Regions from separate parts of the Mus musculus genome. Here region 1 is linked to region 2. Evidence: chromatin contacts called from public promoter capture Hi-C data. All regions are on one chromosome and are shown on one strand. Each heading gives the region's core, a stretch centred on a gene start, on an enhancer-like site or on the middle of the called end of the contact. The rest is flanking DNA. Distances are from core to core; before and after follow the strand shown.

Region 1 (6,319 bases), core at 1,906-4,405, 110 kb after region 2:
ATTTGGGCTCCTAAGAGCAACACAGAGACAGGCCGAGCTGTGGTGTGGTTCCAAAGAAAACAGCAGGCAAATGCAGAGGGTGAGGAGTTGGGATGGCCCATTAGTCCTGCCCTGGGGTTGGATCCAGGGGTTGAGGAGAATGACCATCAGGGGACTGGTTCATTGGTGTGATGGTTTGTATATGGCTTGGACCAGGGAATGGCTCTATTAGGAGGTGTGGCCTTGTTGGAGTAGGTGTGTCACTGTGGGTAGGGCTTAAGAGCCTCATAGCTGCCTGGAAGTCAGTCTTCAACCTTCCGATGAAGATGTAGAACTCTCAGCTACTCTTGCACCATGCCTACCTGGATGCTGCCATGCTCCTGCCTTGATGATAATGGACTGAACCTCTGAACCTGTAAGCCAGCCCCCATTGAATGTTGTCCTTAGGAGAGTTGCCTTGGTCATGGTGTCAGTAAAACTCTAACTAAGACAGTTGAATATGGGGTGTCTCAGAAGAAAGGTTGGCCTTGAACAAGGTGGTTTCTGTCACTTAGGCTAATCCCAGAAAACAAGGTTGGTCTACATGAAGGTGAGCATGTTAGTAAACATTTTAAAGCCTATTTCTTCATCCACACAGATTTTAGTAAAAATTCCTGTCTTGTTGGGTGTAGTGGTGCACACCTTTAATCCCGTCACTCAGGAGACGGGGGCAGTCAGATCTCATCAGGTTTGAGAGCATAGTCTATGTATCACATTCCAGGACAGCCGGAGCTACATAGAAAGACTCTTATCTCAAAACAGCAACAACAACGAAATGTCTGTGTTCCTTTGGCACTGCCGACAGAGAAACGGGACACGTCCTCACCGCTTCTCACAGTATTCCCGGCAGTGGGTAGAACCAACTTTTCATGCCTAAACGGAAATGTAAGCGGCACATCATGGCTTCCACCACAAAGATCAAATGTGAGAGCCCACGTAAAGTCATTAACGTAGCACCTGACAGCGATTACCCAATAAGCACTAGCCATTATGAGTGTTGTTTTTAATAATTATTATTTACCACACACTGTGCTGGAGGATGGGGACACGGTGGTGATCAAGATCCTGCTCCTGCTCTTAAAAACTCAGCCCATTAAGTAAATCAAACAAACAAGCATTTACAGTGTAAAGCAATTGGTAGGGTGGGACAGGATGTGGATGGTCAGAGGACTAATGGGGGGGCAGCAGGATGTGTGTATGTGTGTGTGTGTGTGTGTGTGTGTGTGTGTGAAGGAGTGTATGCTAAAGGGAATGCTGGGAAAAGCCAAGCTGCCCAGGAGATGATGGTTGGAGTGGATAGAAGGGTTTCCATCCTGGTGGTGGAAGCAGTGTGTGCAAGATACAGTTCAGCAGGGTCAGCTGAAGTATGGACCAGGGAAAATGAGGAATACACCTTTGTGCACCAGACCAAGGAGAGTGGACTTGGTGGGTGCTTGAAAAGGCCTCTCTGGCTGCTATATGGGCAAGAGGTTTAGAGGCAAGCCCAAAGGCTGAAGAACCCATTAGGGTGCTGTGAAGGATCCAGGTGAAAGCGTAAGATGGCTGGGACGGAAGAAAGAGAAGAGTCACAGAGTCAAGAAATACTTAGCAAGATAGGAATGGATGGTAGGAACGAAGGGGCAATTTGAGGACAAAGTGGGGGTGCGGGAGAGATGACTTAAGAGCATTTGCTACTCTTATAGAGGACCAGGTTCAGTTCCCACAAGGAAGCTATAAACATCTATAACTACAGTTTCAGGGCATGCAATACCCTCTTTGGACCTCGGAAGGCATTGCACAAGCCGGCTCATACATATAAAATAAATCTTTATTTATTTTTTTTAAATATTTTTTAAATAGGGCATTGCTAGGCGTAGTAGATGGTAGTGTGCACCTTTAATCTCAATACTTGGGAGGCAGAACTATATAGATAGACCATATCTTTAAAAAAATATCCACAGCCAAGCAGTGGTGACACATGCCCTTGATCCCAGCACTTGGGAGGCAGAGAGATGGATCTCTGTGAGTTCAAGGTCAGCCTGGTCTACATAATTAGCTAGTTCTAGGACAGCCAAAACTACACAAAGATACCTTGTATTGAAAAACAAGCGAAAAAATTCACTTTGTATTCAGTCTTCAATAAACATCAATCTTTATTCCTTTATTGAAGATGGACTCTGGATTTAGCCACGTGCTGGGTGGGTTCAGGTATAAAGAAGCAAAAGACAGACACTGACCAGTGAGTGAATCTAAGTGTCTAGACCTTTCAATGTGACTATCAAATGATAATAAGTCAATATTCCCACATTTGGGCTTATACAGGTGTGTTTGGTGGCACCAGGCAGTACCTGAAGGCTAACTATGTTAATACTTATACTGAGGCTTTGAGACTTCAAAGTCAGTAAGAAGGTCTTTGGAAGTAAAAAAAATCAGCTTGTTGGAAATGTCTGGCAGAGTCCTCTAGTATTTGCCACAGAGTAAAAATCGGAGGGGAAGAGGCCAGAGATGTATCTTTGAAGGTCCCAGGACATTCTCTGAATCTGAGTCAGGAAATTGGCCTCAGTATTGGTTCCAGGTGTTTCTGAAGTCTAGTCACTGTGCGAAAGTGCCTATATAGAAGGCCAAGAGCACAAAGTTGTCACTTTAGTCCTTGCTTCTTCAGTTTTCCAAAGCAGGCAGGTGAGTTTCCACAGCTCTTTCTTTTTGTTGTGACCTCAGATCAGCATTCCAGAATTTCTCAGAAGTCATAAGGCCCTTGAGAAAAAGTTACTAAAAACGTCACTGCAGGACGCCAGCGTCACTGAGTGTGAAGAGAGAGAAAGAACTAGACTTTCCGAGTTTAAAGATGATTTAGTCCTTACACAAAGGTGGGGCCCCAGGTGTCGGCCCTTGGACTGCTAACCCCGGGACACCCCCACGCGGCACGAAAGAGTGGTGGGGAGTCCGGAGACAGAAACCAGCCAGAGAGCACAAGGACACCGGTGCGTGTCAACCTGGCGCGAGGCGCACAGGCCCCAGGACACACACAGGACAGGGATAGGGAGGGACAGCCTGGGTAGTCTAGGAGAAGGAGGGGCGGGTGACAAATCCCCGCCTCCGATCCCTCCCAAGGTCCCGCCCCGCCGCGATTATAGCCTATGACTCAGGGCGGAGCTCCGCATCCAACCCACGGCGGCCGCCAAGTTCTCTGGATGGGACCAGAAGTTTCTAGCCGGCCAGTTGCTGCCTTCTCTTTATCTCCTCCTTCCCCTTTGGCAGCTAGGAGGCTATTTCCAGACACTTCCACCCCTCTTCGGCCACGTCACCCAGTCCTTTAATTCATAAAGGTGCCCGGCGCCGGCTTCCCGGACACATCGGCTACACAGAGGTGCCCGCACTCCACGACCTCGTGACCCGCGCCCTAGCTCTGCGCCCCGGGCGGACCCTAACCCAGCATGAGCGCCGCCACCCAATCGCCCATGATGCAGATGGCGTCCGGCAACGGAGCCAGCGACCGAGACCCCCTGCCCCCGGGCTGGGAGATCAAAATCGACCCGCAGACCGGCTGGCCCTTCTTCGTGGACCACAACAGCCGCACCACGACGTGGAACGACCCGCGTGTGCCCCCCGAGGGCCCTAAGGTGAGTGGAGCTTGCCGTCCCACCTCGACGGCGAAGGGGCCTGGTCGAGCCAGGGCTATGCGAGTCACCCCACCCCGCGCCCTGCTGCGCAAGGAGAGTCCTTAACCATATCCGCCTCGAACGGGCGTCGGGCCGCAGAGAGCCGCAGGCAGGGTGGCCTTGGACGGTAGCCAGCGGGGTGCGACCCGCGTGGTGACATCGGGTGGTTTTCCACAGCCTCTTGCGAAGGGCGAAGGGCAGTGGTGGCCTGAGCTGCGGTGCGCCGCGTCCCAGGGAAGGGCGACCGGCCTGATGAGCGGCTGAGGCCCAGGCCAGGCCCGGCCGCCGCCTCTCTGTCCCGCGCGTCCCGTGCTGAGACCCTGGGCTCCCTCCGGTGCTGATGGCGCACGGCCAGGATTGAAAGGCTGCTGAGTGGAGTCTCCTGTGGGGATTTCACTTTCAAATTCAGAACTTAGTTGAGGCTTATCTTGAGTTTACTGGATCTTAGGCATAGAGTGACTCAGGAGGCTCGAGTAAATAAGTTATTTTCCCCCATTAAACTTATTATTACTGGTCGAAACTGCTTTCAGTTAGAGAAAATTCTGATACTACCACTATTTTTTTTTAAGATACTCTTTCTGACAGTTCCAAAACTAAAGATCAGACATTGTATCACCATACTTAGCCACTGCCTTAAGACTCACACTGGAGTGAAAGAATGTATTTTTAATGGCGTGATTCCTTGTTGTCCTTTTCAAATACTGGAGTTTTGTTACCAGAAACAGCTGAGGAGTCTGGTGAACACTAGGTGTATGCTTCATTTGCATAGATATTCAGGTTTGTGTACTTCAATCTAAAAAGCAAGAAAAATTGAAAATACAAATTTGGAATGAAGCCCAGCCTGGTTCAGGCCTGTCATCCCAGCACCCAGGAAGCTGTGGCGAGAGGATCTTGAGTTCAAGTCTAGCCAGGGCTATATAATCGGAGTCTATCTCAAAAGTTATTAAGTAATTAAGTTGGAATGAAACTAGCCTGTGTTGCAAAATAAGACCTTGTCTTTTTTTATAAAAAAAAAGAAAAAAAAGATTGAGCTGGGCAGTTGTGGCACACCTCTTTAATCCCAGCACTTGAGAGGCAGAAGCAGGCAGATTTCTGAGTTCAAGGCCAGTCTGGTCTACAGAGTTCCAGGACAGCCAGGGCTACACAGAGAAACCCGATCTCGAAAAACCAATAAAATAAAATAAAAATAAATAAAAATTCGATTGAATTTTGAGTGAAGAACTTAAAAATACAAATTTAGGTAGGATTTTTCTTGTTTGTTTTGTTTTTCTTTTTTTAAAATTAGATATTTTTTTATTTACATTTCAAATTTTATTCCTTTCCTCATTTCCCCTCCGAAAACCCCCCTATCTCATTCCCCCCCTCCCTGCTCATTACCCCACTCACTCCCGCTTCCCTGTCCTGGCATTCCCCTACGCTGGAGCACAGAGCCTTCATAAGACCAAGGGCCTCTCATTGATTTCCCACAAGGCCATCCTCTGCTACATATTGGGCTGGAGCCTTGAGTCCCTCCATGTGTACTCTTTGGTTGGTGGTTTAGTCCCTGGGAGCTCTGGGGGTAGTGGTTGGTTCATATTGTTGTTCCTCCTATGGGGCTGCAAACCCCTTCAGCTCCTTGGGTTGCTTTGCTTTTCAAGACAGGGTTTCTCTGTGTAGTGTTGGCTGACCTGGAACTCACAGAGATCCTCCTGCCTCTGCTTTCTGAGGCATGAGCCACCACCATCCGGCCACGTAGGATCTTTGAAAATATAGTTAACAGAAGTCATATTTAGCATAATGTTCAGTAATAATTTATGTACATTTGGTCCTTTCAAAATGAAAAGTTTGGTAAAGTAAATGCACTTTAAAATAGGACTCTATCATCAATGGGAGGAGAGGCCCTTGGTCCCGTGAAGGTTCTATGCCTCAGTATAGGGGAAGGCCAGGGCCAGGAAGCAGGAGTGGATGGGTTGGTGAGCAGGGGGAGGGGGGAGGGGATGGGAGTTTTCAGAGGGGAAACTAGGAAAGGGGATAACATTTGAAATGTAAATAAAGAAAATATCTAATTAAAAAAGGAAAAAAGAAAAAAAAAAATAGGACTCTACTTTGGGCCTGACCTGGTGGTACACAGCTTTAATCCCAGCTCTCAGAGGCAGAGGCAGGTGGATCTCTGAGTTCAAGGCCAGCTTAGTCAATAGAGAAATGTTGCCTCAAACAAACAAAACAAAACAAGAAGAAATACTCTTAACTTATTACTTTCTGGAAAAAAATAAAAGCAGTAAAGAGTTTATAAATTGTTTGGTATTTTCAAAAACTCACCCAATTAAAAATGCTTTATAAATCATTAACTTAGAAAATTCTAGTTTTCTTTTTATGTGTATGGTGCAAGGGATTGAACCCAGGGCCTTGAGAACTTCAGGCAAACATTTTCCTTATAACTATTGCTACAACTTTAGTATCCAGCAGTGAGCCACATACTTGGCAGTTTACATTTACAAGAAACTAATTGTATATTTATTTCTGGAAATTATTACTACAAGAGGCTGTAATTTGGGGTGGACATAATTGCATGTATCTTTGTGTGTGTGTGTGTGTCTATTTCATACATTATTGGGTAAAAGATTCTCTTTTGAAACTAGCCGTCTTCAGACTGCATAGGGAATAGAAGCCATATAATGTGTGGT
Region 2 (6,909 bases), core at 3,277-5,776:
ACTGGCCAGTGTGTTCCAGGGATCCACGTGTCTCAGTACTGGGATTACCACCCTCAGAGTTCTGGAGATCCAGCCCTGGTCCTGATGTTGAATAAACATCCCTTCACCAACCTGCTCTCTTTCTATGCTCCATCCGATGCATTCCTTGAGAACAAAAGGAATGTGTTCCTGAAGGGTCAACCTCACATCTGGTAGTCCGGAATATAGCTTATAATGATCAATACTTTCTGAGGAATGAGCTAAGCTAAGCACCTGATCAAGAGGTGCTGAAAGGAAAAAAGGGAGCCACTGAAAACAGGTGACAATCGCTGAGAATATACGGCAACCCAATAAGGAAAAAAGGCACAAAGGGATGAATGGAAGGAAGGAGCAACTCAATGGAGGAGACTGACATCTCAGGACGGCTGGCTGAGGAAGCTGGGAAGGAAAGGGGACTGTAAGATTCGAGAAACGAAAGCTTTTAGTCACAGGTTTACAATGAATTGAGGGGGAAATAAGACCAGGAATTCCCAGATGGAGGAGAAGGGCAGGGGGGAAGCTGTCACCCGCATATTTATTCATTAACTATTTAACAAGGTGGCTGAGGAGATGTGTATCCAGGTAGCTCCAGAGGAGGGCCCAAGACAGGTTAATCTTGTATGCTTCTTTGGAGATGAGTAGCCCTAAAGTAGTCCCCCGTTCCTGGGGTCCCAATTTCTGAGACAACCCACTCTTGGGCTCAGAGGACCAGTCAGGCCCAGAAGGACACCCTCAAGGAGACAGGGATAACCAATAGCTCTGCAGGCAGAGCAAGGGGCAGTAAACTGGGTTGAAAAGAAGGACAGATCAGACAGAGAGGCAGCAAGGCGACCCTGAGCACTCAGCATGGCCCTCAAGAAATGGGAGCCAGGTCCAAAGAAAAAAATTGTCCCTGAATGTCTGCACAGACTGTTTCACGTAGTAGACGCCTCCTGACAGCTCTTATCAAGGGGCTGCTGCTATTGCCTGCCTGAGGCCCCTCTTCTCTCACTGCCACCCGCCGGGCTGCTGCAGTGGACAGCTAGCTATCTGGGGGAAGCAGAAGCGACCACAATAAATTTAGTACCGTCTAAACGAGTCCTCAGAAGCCAGCATTAGGAGGGTTTCCCAGGAAAGCAAGGGGCAGGCAAGCAAGGGGCAGGCAAGCAAGGCTCTAGGCAATGGCCAGCTCAGACCCTGCCTGGGCATCTAAGAAAATGAAAGACAAAATATGGACAAGTGACAGCCATTGAAGCCACATCGCACCTCCTGTCCACCCATGTCATCCACAGGCTGCTCATAGTGGAACCCAAGCAGATCGAGCTGACGTCATCTGGACAAAAAGGCCATCTCCTCCTGGCCTCTCCACATTTGGAGGCTAGCCTTGCTCTCTTCCAAGCCCCAGGTCCACCCCATGAGTCTCTACAGAGGAAAGTTTCCCTAACTGCCAAGACGCTCCACTGTAAAACTGTTAAGAACAAATTCGTTAAATTTCTGTACAGACTAAAAACATAAGCCCAGCAGTAACTCTGAAAGCTTTGCCAAGGTTTAATAGGATAATGTAAAGCGGACTTCTCTGACAGACCACCCAGCAGTCTGCCTGGAGGGGTGTGGCTTTTACTTTGGTTCTGAGGTAGGCGCTCCTCAGGTGTTAGCAGTGTGGGTTGTGGGTACAAGCCAGGGTCCTCTGGGGGTTCCTCACACTTCAGCACAAAAATCACTTGGGGTACTTGCTAAAAAACGAAGCTGTGACTCTTCCTGCTCCCCTTGGTTCCCCAAGATGGAACTGGGGTCTGACTTTTATCAAGGCCCCCTGCTTCCCCTACCTGATAGGCAGAACATAGAGCCTCCAACTGCGAACCTTAGAAACAGGTGGGGCTTCCAGCTCTCTACTTACAGATGCCATCTTTGATGAGATTTAACTCTTTCAGCCTCACATAGAATGCTCTGGGGGAGAGAGGCTTGCAGTCAAGCCCAGCCCAGGCTCCCGCAGGGGTACGGCCAGCTTTGGTGGGGCTTCAGTAGGATACTCTGGAAAACCTCTTTAAAAGCGAAGTTCAGGCGGGGTGTTGCTCTGGGGCAGGCCATTTGCCTACATATACAAGGCCTTGGGCACACCTCTAGCACCACAAGAAAAAAAAAAAAAAACATCAAAATTACCTTCTCCCAAATCCTTAACTGTCCTGCAGACGGCTTGCCTGCTGCACAGCATCTCTGTAAGGAGCCCTCACCCTCCCTCCTTTCTCACTTGGCTCCTTTTCTTGATGTTGGGTGGTGATGATAGTGACCAAACTGGCAGGGGCTCGTGTCCTTTCACAGGGCAGCAGAACTTATACCCACAGATTTCAAGGAAATTGGGCTCTGGCCATATAGACATCCAACACCAAGCACTGCTATTTCCCTGCTGGCCTTTGTATCACTGGTGTGGGCAAGCTTCATCAGGGTTAGTCTGTTGCCCTGGAACAGATACATGCTAGCAATGACTGTGAAACTGCCTTTCAGTTTGGGATTGCAATCTGGCCGTATGCAAAAGCATCCCAAATCCAGGTATCTGTCACAATTCAGTGGTTCTATTTGTATTATATTCTGGCCAAATATAATTTTAAGCAGCAAGCAACCTAGGCAAGGCTAGACGGAACTCCCCTACATGATGGAAAAAGAAAGAAAAGGAAACTAGTAAGCCCCACACCTTTATCATGTATCCAGCATTGCACTTGGGGCTTCTCAGGTTTAACTGCTGATCCTACTATTAGTAATGTAAGCATATCCTTATCAGAATTAAAACCTGTAGTTAATGGCTAGCAACACGGTTCAGTGGGTAAGGATGCTTACATCCAAACCTGACGGCTTGATTTTGACTACTGGGACCTATCGGTAGAAGAAAACTGATTTCCATAAGTCATCCTCTAACCTCCACATACAAGCTGTAGCATGCAAACACACATATGCACACACACACACACACAGAGACGCACACGAGCACACACATACACATGATAAATATGATCTAAAATAAAATTTAAGTATGTAGTTAAGTCCACAGCTTCCTGAAATCCACTGTTCCAGCCTTGATGTCTGACATATGTTGATATGTCCCACCACAGTTCATTTCAGTCCACCTATGACGTAGCAACCAGTTCCCAGATGCCCTGAACATTTAGCAATTGGTTCTTGCAAGCTACACTGAGCCAGCACCAGCACAGCTCTGCGGCACAGAAAGGTCCAAGGACATTCATTATTCAGTGTGGCGGAGTGGCAGAGTCAAGGTTGGAGTTTAACTCCGGTGCCTAGAATCTGACCACCACTCAGTGTCAGCCATCAGCATCACAAGGGAATGTGACCACTCGGGAACACTAATGGAGCATTTCAACGCATATTAAGACAACAGTGCAAACTCTTTACAATAACTCTATGGAATCTGACTTTAGTGGGGTTGTCTTAAATAATTAATGAAATGATTTGCATGTGGCTGATGGGGGGGGGGGAGTCTCCAATTAAGCACTTAAAGCTACCCTTTGCACATCCCCAGTCACAAAGAAGTTGCACAGCTGTCGAGTGGTGGCCAAGGGATTGGGTCTATGTCTGATTGCAGCCGCTTAACCACGTTTGATATTTACGTGAAAAGAGGAAACCGGCTAAAGCGTAGTGAATCTCTGGGCGACAGAAAAGCAAGCCTTTGAACCCCGAACCCAGAGTCAAGCAAATAAACCTACGTTTAAAAAAATCCATCAGCTAAGAGTAGAGCAGGTTACCCAACACCCTGGCTTTAGAGCCCCACCCCTCCGACGCGGCTGCTCTAATGGTGAAGACAAGAGAAAGCACACAAGGTGTCAACACAGCTCCTGGCCACAACCTAAGCCATCAAAGAGTGTTAGGTGTTATTAAGAACAAAAAGGATGGCACGATTCAAATCACCATTTCTGCACCGTGGGTTCTTTGTCTTGCCAAGTTGCCCCAAACTGTGGGTCAGGCAGGTTCAGGGGGAAAAACAAAGTGACTCCCCCGCCGTGTCACACAAGTTCCTCCCCCGCCCTGGTGTGCAGCCACCTTGGGACTCCACTTTTTTTGGCGCCGCGGGGCCGGCCACTCCGGGGATGCAGAGGTCCGGCGGAGCATCCTTCCCATTCCGCCCGAGAAAGAGGCTGCACGCAGGAGGGAAGCCTGGCTTCCCACGCTGCCTCGGAGTGAGGGGCTGTTAATGTGTCTCCCGTGGTTCCCAGACCTTCTCTAGAAAGAAAGCTGCTCTGACTCCCGCTTCAAGCCCAACTTCCTCCCCGGGCGGCTCCCCGGCTCTGCGCTCCCGCCGCGGCTGGGACAGAGCGAGCGGGGAGGAGCGCGGCTGCTGTCCGGGCGGCACAGCGAGCCGCGCCAGGGGACCCGGCGACCCCGTCCTTCCCGCGCCCAAGCGCCCGCAACCGCTTACCAGACGGCGGCCGCTTCCTGCTCAGTCGGCTCACGGCGCGGGTGAACATCGCCGCGGGCGTCCAGAGGACGGAGCAGCCGGGCAGCGCGGCGGCTAAGCCCGAAGAGGGCAAGGAGGAGGAGGAGCCCGCGCGACGCCGCCCCTCCAGGCTCCGCCCGCCGCCTCCTCCCCGCCGCGCTCCCCTCTCCCTGCCCACCCGCGCCCGTGGGCACTGGGTCCAGCCCTCAGTTACCCGCGCAGGGCAGGGCGCGGTGGCCCCGGGTGACCCTCAGCTCCCGCGCACATCCCGGTCCCTCCCCTCGCGGCCTGGAGACATACAGCGTTCGGTGTCCCTGCCAGGCCCGAGTCACCTCCCAGATCGCCCCCGGGTCTACCCGATTCCGTGGGCGCGCGGCCTGCTCACGCCGCGAATGCCCGGGAGGCGTCACCAGAGTCCCGAGCCAAGCCGCCGCGAGTGGGCGCCCACTCTGGCCCACGCCACGCCTGTGCCGGGGCTTCCAAGCCCCGGGACAAACCTCGGAGAACGCTGTCTGGAGCCTCTGCGGTTTCAGAGTGGATCTGAGCGCGCCAGCACATTTTTTAACTTGGACGACACTTGGGTGCAGTCTCAGGAGAACCTTTGCGCTCAACTACCGGAATCCTGTAGATCCCAGCGCCGGGCTCAACGCTCCTCCTGGTGCCAGTCACCTGCTCAGCGCCGCGCTCCACGCTCATCTAGTTTCCCATTTCTTTTTACCAAACAGCCCAAGAGGGGGGTGTCGTTAGCCCCATTTTCTTGAGCATTCGGTTTGCAAGGAATTGTCTTTCTGGCGAGTTTTATTTTTCTCCTTGTGGGTCTGGCTTTGTCTCGAAATTGGTCTTTATTTTTAGCTGTGCTAATTGCTATTTTTCTAAACCATTCCCCAGTCGCCCCCCCAACCCCCCGCGCGCGTTCTTTCGCAGGATTTTCACTAGTTGGCACTTTCCTTTATATCTTCTATTCTGAGCTTCCCATTTTGCTCTATTTTCCTCCCTTTTTGTCCACCCTGCAGTCCCAACGCCACCTCAGCCCTGGCCCTCTGTGGTTATTCACCATCTCTCTGCCTACCCTTCCCCACTCCATCATTTCCAAACACGGCCATTTGTGCTATCCAAAGAGGATGTTCCGTCCCCTGAAGGCTGCAGAGGTCTTCAGCTGCGGCTTGCAGGTGAGCACCATCAGTGTGGCTTCCAAGCCGGGGTTTCTGAATGTCTCCAGCTGCTATTGCCGCCCGCCCCCCCCCCAAGCTTCCTGGCCATTGAAATAGCTCTTGGGTCATAGGCTCTGTAAAAGCTGAGCCTAAACCGACACAGACACAGACATAATGGTGCTCTCCTTTAATCCCAGCAACCCCAGCACTCCGGAGGCAGAAGCAGGAAGATTCTTTGAGTTAGAGGACACCCTGATATACATAGCAATGTCTAAGGCAGCTACATAGAGAGTCAGAAGGAAGGAGTCAGAAGGGAGGGAGGGAGGGAGGGAGGGAGGGAGGGAGGGAGGGAGAGAGAGAGGGAAAGAGGAAGGGAAGGGAATGAAGGAAGGAAGGAAGGAGAGAGAGAAGGCAAAACCAAACCATCCCAGTGGGATCACTGCATTCTGAGAACAGTAACAAAATTTTCCCTGCCCACCTCCATTGAAAGCGTCCCCAGAGGCTGATCACAAATACACCGAAGCTAACACAGGAAAGGAGGAGACTCTAGCACAATGGAGTAGAAGTTAGACACAGGCAGCCAAAGCCAGCAGCACTAGCAGCCAGGTTCTTCCCACCGTGCCGGCAGCAAGCCTGGTGTGGTCTAAGACATGCTCCGAGGGAGGCCGTACTGAGAGAACAGCTCCAAGCTTCTTAGACAATGGGAAATAATGGGGAAGGTTAGCAGCTTTAGGTCCCCTTCTCCGTCCTGTGAGCTTGTCAAAAGACCGGGGCTAAGAGTGAGTAAACAATTTAATTTTCTTTTTTGTTTGACTCACAAAATCGGTACTGGGAGCTGGAGAGATGGCTCAGTGATTCAGAGCGCTTGCTCTTGCAGAGCACTGGGGTTCAATTCCCAGCACCCATGTCCTCTCACAGTCATCTGTAACTCCAGTCCCAGGGGATCTGATGTCCTCCTCTGACGTCTGCAAGCTCCAGACGCACGTACGCTACACATTCATACCTGGCAGACAAAACACTCACATACATAATGTCCAAAGATCCAAAAGCCAACATTCACGTGTCGTGTGCATCAGACCCAGAATAAAGTAAAAGGCCTATGCTGAGATACAGCTCTGATCCTGGGGATTGAGGTGGAGGCAGAGGCTGCTGGATCTCTGTGAGTTTGAGGCCAGACTGATCTACATAGAGAGTTCCAGAATAGCCAGGGCTACACCGTGAGATCCTGTCTCAGAACAAAATAAAACAAGTAGGAGGGGAAGAGCCCCCCCCTCAAGCTGTCAGAGCAGGATCACCTTTTCACACAGGTATGTTCTAGGC

What was found. Capture Hi-C pulls out chosen DNA fragments and counts their contacts.
Region 1: a promoter capture Hi-C map of adipose tissue shows a contact between it and region 2. The contact joins the promoter of Bag3 here to the promoter of Rgs10 in region 2. A contact is called at or near these places in 9 of 39 promoter capture datasets (the 3T3-L1 cell line, 3T3-L1-derived adipocytes, the C10 cell line and 6 more), 4 of 484 Hi-C or Micro-C datasets (CD4 T cells, CD8 T cells and embryonic stem cells), 8 of 115 datasets of contacts at active chromatin or transcription factors (the SCID.adh cell line, SST interneurons, T-cell acute lymphoblastic leukemia and 4 more) and 3 of 9 other capture datasets (adipose tissue, liver and macrophages).

The regions. Positions count from the first base shown.
Region 1 is chr7:128,520,428-128,526,746 of GRCm38.p6, forward strand. It overlaps Bag3 (BCL2-associated athanogene 3), which reads left to right and starts at 3,156. Exons shown (of 4, transcript NM_013863.5): 1 at 3,156-3,617. The coding sequence starts at 3,432.
Region 2 is chr7:128,413,646-128,420,554 of GRCm38.p6, forward strand. It overlaps Rgs10 (regulator of G-protein signalling 10), which reads right to left and starts at 4,527. Exons shown (of 5, transcript NM_026418.2): 1 at 4,421-4,527. The coding sequence starts at 4,469.